2 separate regions of the Pan troglodytes genome follow, and region 1 is linked to region 2. A link is a contact called in public capture Hi-C data. All regions are on one chromosome and are shown on one strand. The core of a region is the stretch at or near the end of the contact, and the rest is flanking DNA. Distances in the headings are between cores, read along the strand shown.

Region 1 (2,700 bases), core at 78-2,577, 100 kb after region 2:
GGCACCCACCACCACGCCCAGCTAATTTTTGTATTTTTAGTAGAGACGGGGTTTCACCAGGTCTCGAACTCCTGACCTCAGGTGATCCACCCGCCTTGGCCTCCCAAAGTGCTGGGATTACAGGCATGAGCCACTGCGCCCAACCAAACAATTTAAATTTTCATACAAACATCTATTTTATTCTCACAACATTAAAATAGAAACAAACAAAACCCCAGAAAGCTTCAGGGACAGGTAAGAATTTGTTTCGTGCAGGGTTTCTCTAGATCAGCAAACAACACGCTTTGGGGGCCTTACTTTGAAAGAAATCCAGATTCAGAATTCACAAGCTTGGTTTTCCCAGCCCCTCTGGTCCATAATTACTCACAGCTAAGAGCCTCCTTCTTCAGGTCAGAAGTCCTCAAATAGGGATGACGGGCAAAGGAGGAGTGATTCTTCCCTCTCCCAGTGGACATTTGGCTGTGTCTGGAGACATTTTTGGTGTCATAAATAGGGGGAGGGTGGCAGGATGCTCCTGGCATCTGGCTGGCTGAGGGTAGGGGTGCTGCTAAATAGCCTACAGTGCACAGAAAGTGGGCGCAGTGGCTCATGCCTGGAATCCCAGCACTTTGGGAGGCCAAGGCAGCAGGATCACCTGAGGTCGGGAGTTCGAGACCAGCCAGACCAACATGGAGAAACCCCGTCTTTACTAAAAATACAAAAATTAGCTGGGCGTGGTGGCGCATGCCTGTAATCCCAGCTACCCGGGAGGCTGAGGCAGGAGAATCACTTCAACCCGGGAGGCGGAGGTTGTGGTGAGCCGAGATCATGCCATTGCATTCCAGCCTGGGCAACAAGGGCGAAACTGTCTAAAAAAAATTTAATTTATTTTTGGACAGACAGGGGTCTCGCTGTGTTGCCCAGGCTGGTCTCCAACTCCTGGCCTCAAGCGATCTTCCCACTTCAGCCTCCCAAAGTGCTGGCATCACAGGCATGAGCCACACCGCCCCCTCGGCCTTCGGTTTCAGGTGGGAGTCCTGAGATGGGGATAGGAGCTCCCGGATTTGGATGTTAAAGGGAAAAAGTGACTCCAAGCGAGGAGAGCCCTGGAGACCCTTTGCGTTTCCCAGGCTACAGAATTAATCCGGGCGCACCCAGCAGTGGGGGAGCTGTTCTTCCCATTGGCGTCCCCTCTCCCCTCTCTGCCAGCACAGGGCCGGCTGGGGGCGACGACGGTGCGTGCGGAGGACGCGAGCTCCATCTGCCGCCTGCAGGGGTGGGAGGGAAGCAGGCTGGACCACTTTGGGACTGAGCTCCCGGGAGGAGGAGGCGGCGGCAGCAGCTGCCTGCCTGCCCCCATGCCAAGTCCGGCTCCTGTTTCTCACCTGGTGGGAGTCGTAGTGAGCAAACCAGCGGAGGGAGATACTCTGAGTTCCTTTTCTTGCAAATGGGACAGCAAGACGTGGGAATAAATCACCCAGGCCTCGTGCTGGAGCAGAGCGAACACGGGCTGTTCTGCTTTGGATTCTGCAAGCCTCCTCCCCCAACTTCTAGAATCTTCTGGTACTCGCATTAAGAGGTATGACGAAATCACATCCATCTGGACAGTAGGAATAAGGAATCTGGGGTCACCAGAACATGATCTGGGATATAGGAGGATCTCAAACCTGACTGCATGTTGGTGTTAGGTGGGGAACTTTAAAAAAAAATACTGATGGCTGGGCCCCATGTCCAGAAAGCCTGGTTCAATGGGTCTGGGGGGTGTGGCCCACCCCACTGACTTTTTTTTTTTTTTTTTAAGACATGGTCTCACTCTGTTGCCCAGGCTGAAGTGCAGTGGCAAGATCATGGATCACTGCCGCTTCGAACTCCTGGGCTCAAGCAATCCTCTTGCGTCCGTCTCCTGAGTAGCTGGGACTACAGGTGCATGCCACCATACCTAGCTAGTTTTTTTTTTTTTTTTTTTTAAGAGACTGGGGTCTCACTATATTGCCCAGGCTGGTCTCAAACTCCTGGCCTCAAGCAGTCCTCCCAAGTCAGCCTTCCAAAGCACTGGGATCACAGGCATGAGCCACTATGACCAACCTGGATACTAAAAAAACAAAAAAAACCTTCTCAGGTGTTTATAATGTGCAGCCAGGACTGAGAACCAGTGATTTTATGCAGAGAACAAAACAAAACCCAAAATCCTACTGAGCAGAGAAAAACCGTAAGCCTGTAGGCATCCTATAAGCATGGGTTTGATTCTTGACCTCATCAGTTGAATCCTGACTACACCTGAGCCTCACAGAGTCCAGCCTGTGATCCTGGCCAAGTTTCTGAACCTCTCTGAGCTTTATTTACCTATAACACAGGGAGGGTGGCAGCTGCATCTCAAGATTTGTGTTGCTGTCAGTGCTCCAGGCACACTGGGCTTCTTGTCTCCAGACACTGGCATCTTTCTGGTCTCCTTGCTTCTACCCAGGCTGCCCTCTCCACCCAGCTCACTCCAAACATCTTTAATACCCAGCTCAAGTATCATTTGCTCTGAAAGCCTGTGTGTGCATGCAATTGTAATTCCTTCTGCCTGAGATTTTCTTCCTTCAGCTTGTGGCAGTGAATTCTAACTTTCCCCTGATAGCCATTCTCCTCTTCTTTCTTCAGTACTAGGTCCCTGTGTGTTACCTGAGCACGCAGAGAAGACCGTGTTTGCCACTTGATTAAACTCTGGCTCATAGAATG
Region 2 (2,700 bases), core at 1-2,500:
ATACACTAAAAGTCCCCTCTGAAATAACATTTATAATCGGTCAAAATTAAATTTATTAGAAATCCTGTGAATGCAAGAGCTGTGAAGCAGAAACAGCCCCATCCTTGTGGACTTAAATCAGCCATAGCTGAGAGCAGGGCTGGGACTGGGCAAAGCATCCTGAGAGGGGAAATGGACTCGGCAGAGGTTGACCTCTGAAACTTGACATAAAATCATTCCTTTAACACTGCGGCTCTTGGGACACAGAGGTAGAAGGAAAATCTAAATAAATCAGACGTGGGACTGAAAATATAAAGACTGAGGAAAGCACTGAGACTAACCCCCTAGACCAGCATGATGATGAAATCTTAACTTTATATCCCACTATAGATTACCTATCATTGATCTTGATATTTTGGTCCGTCTGAGGGTCATACATAAATCTCATCAGTTGTAGATGTAACACTGGTGGCAATGTTAGGAATTTCACACCTTTCTCTGCTTCCTAAACATTGAAAAACAAATGCAAATGTAGTTAGCCTCTACTTACTCCTGGAAGCAATGAAAGCAACAGCGGTTCAGCAAGACTGGAACATGTCTGGGGACTCTGGAGACAAAGGCAGGGAAGTTTAGGTGTCCATTTAGGGCATCTTTGAAATGTTTTCTTTAGGTCTGTTTATGGGTCTCTTTGTTTATTAAAATAATGCTGCACCAGCACTAACTGTGAGAGATTCTCTTACCTTGGATTATATTCTAACTCGATGCCCAGCAATCAGGGAAGAAATGGTTAAGAAAATTTAGACAGTCATTTGCTGCTGTGTTATACAGTCATTAAACACTGTGCAAATTATGGAGACCCACAGAAAAATCATTAAATGGAAAATCAGAAAACTCTGGTTACAATTACCCAAGATTAGGTATGCTTATGAAATGCCCAAACAGAACAAGCAGCAATGAACACAGTGATGGGTCGGCAGGATTATAAGCTTCCTTTCCTTGGGCTCTTTGATGTTTGCATAAGAACCCATATATCACAGGGCACGCCCTTAGGGCTTATGGTTCAATCCCACTTCTAAGAAAATGTTCTGATTCAGTGTCAGCAAGGCCCTTCCCCAGATGACTGCCGGACTCTGTGGGACAGGACACCCCAGCTTCTCAACAAGCCTTCTATGGGGACACCGGACTCTAAGCTCTTGCCCTGCTCTATCACTGCTCCATCTTGGCCAGCTCTTTGTTCCTCAGTAAAATCAGGCTTTGCCTATCTCGACCACGGCCAGGCGGTCAGGGGCCCTCACTGCATGTCTGACTCACAGCTCTATTTCCAATGCAGACCTTCCTTCTGGCTGGAAATCCACCTGCCCAGCAGCCAGCGAGAGACCTGGAGGAACTGGGGACCATGACAAGGCACACCCATATGCCAAGGTTCTTTGGTGTACACGAGCTCATTTAAGAAGACAGAGCTATCTCAGGAAAGACAAAAACAGACCTCAGAACCCCACTCCACAGTGGGGAAGGGCCTGTTTTTAATACAGTCTGAAAGATAAAAGGATTCTGTCTCCACTACTGTCCACTGAGCCTTTGACTCAAATACATATTGCTCAACCAGACCCTAAAACATCCAGAATAGAGAACAATAATTCTCGTGAACAGACCAGAATATTTCTTCATCACACCAAGCTGCCAAAGTTCTCATTAAAAAGCAACTTTCTGGATGAGCGAGTGGCTCACGCCTGTAATCCCAGCACTTTGGGAGGCCGAGGCAGGCGGATCACAAGGTCAGGGGTTCGAGACCAGCCTGGCCAATATGGTGAAACCCCATCTCTACTAAAAATACAAAAATTAGTTGGGCATAGTGGCGGGCGCCTGTAGTCCCAGCTACTTGGGAGGCTGAGGTAGAAGAATCACTTGAACCTGGGAGGCAGAGGTTGCAGTGAGTCGAGATCGCGCCACTGCACTCTAGCCCGGGGAACAGAGCGAGTCTCCGTCTCAAAAAAAAAAAGCAACTTTCTGATCTATACCTCAGTCCCTCAGTTCAACTGGACTGACCTAGCAGAAGAGTACATTTGGAGCTGACAGCTGACTACAAAATGGGTACACAGGCACCATGAACTATACATTGGCAGGCTTTGTAAGCACAGGCCAGACTGACATTTTTAATTATAAATTAGTTGAGTCAATGAGTCAAGGTTATAAGATTACAAAACAGACCCTGGATCACTGGATCCATGAGGACACTGCAGATCCAACAGACCAGCCAGACCAGCAGCCAGGAACAGCCCATTTCCCTTCATCCAAGCAGGGGCTGGCCACCTGGTTGCCCACCATGCTCACTGCTCTGTCAGATGCCCAGAAACCTGGGGGACACAACCCTAGAGAACACACTACTCATTCTAAAGTTGTGATCCTCAGAAAACTAAATTCATTAAAAATACATTTAAAAATAAAGCAACACAACCTAAACACAGTCCAACTTACTAAGAAATCCCACTTGTGACCAGGAGAAACTGAGGGAAAACTGGAGCAGTGACACCAGTAAGGTGAGGAACGGGGAAAGGACAAGATGCCTAAAACCCCACAAGACCCTCCGGACTGCTGGATGTGCTTCTACAGGATAACCCAGCTGCACTCCCATCTCCCAACATCCCCCTCTCCCTCCCCATTCGATTATCCAAGAAACAGAATCCTTGTATACTCTAAATACCAGAAACACAGGAAAAGGCA

What was found. Capture Hi-C pulls out chosen DNA fragments and counts their contacts.
Region 1: a capture Hi-C map of stem cell-derived neural stem cells shows a contact between it and region 2, with 2.9 times the contacts expected there. The contact joins two enhancer-like sites. A contact is called at or near these places in 4 of 7 Hi-C or Micro-C datasets (blood, induced pluripotent stem cells and stem cell-derived neural progenitor cells) and 1 of 1 other capture datasets (stem cell-derived neural stem cells).

Annotation. Positions count from the first base shown.
Region 1 is chr18:11,646,289-11,648,988 of NHGRI_mPanTro3-v2.0_pri, forward strand. No RefSeq gene overlaps it. Among named protein-coding and RNA genes, the nearest start is that of USP7, 50 kb to the left of the region's middle. Within about 2 kb of position 1,328, at least 2 of the 24 cell types and tissues checked have an H3K27ac peak or open chromatin away from gene starts, as enhancers often do. A contact at or near this core is called in stem cell-derived neural stem cells, where this site is marked.
Region 2 is chr18:11,543,706-11,546,405 of NHGRI_mPanTro3-v2.0_pri, forward strand. USP7 (ubiquitin specific peptidase 7) reads right to left here. Exons shown (of 31, transcript XM_024349753.3): 12 at 375-484. Among named protein-coding and RNA genes, the nearest start is that of LITAFD, 25 kb to the left of the region's middle. Within about 2 kb of position 1,251, at least 1 of the 24 cell types and tissues checked has an H3K27ac peak or open chromatin away from gene starts, as enhancers often do. A contact at or near this core is called in stem cell-derived neural stem cells, where this site is marked.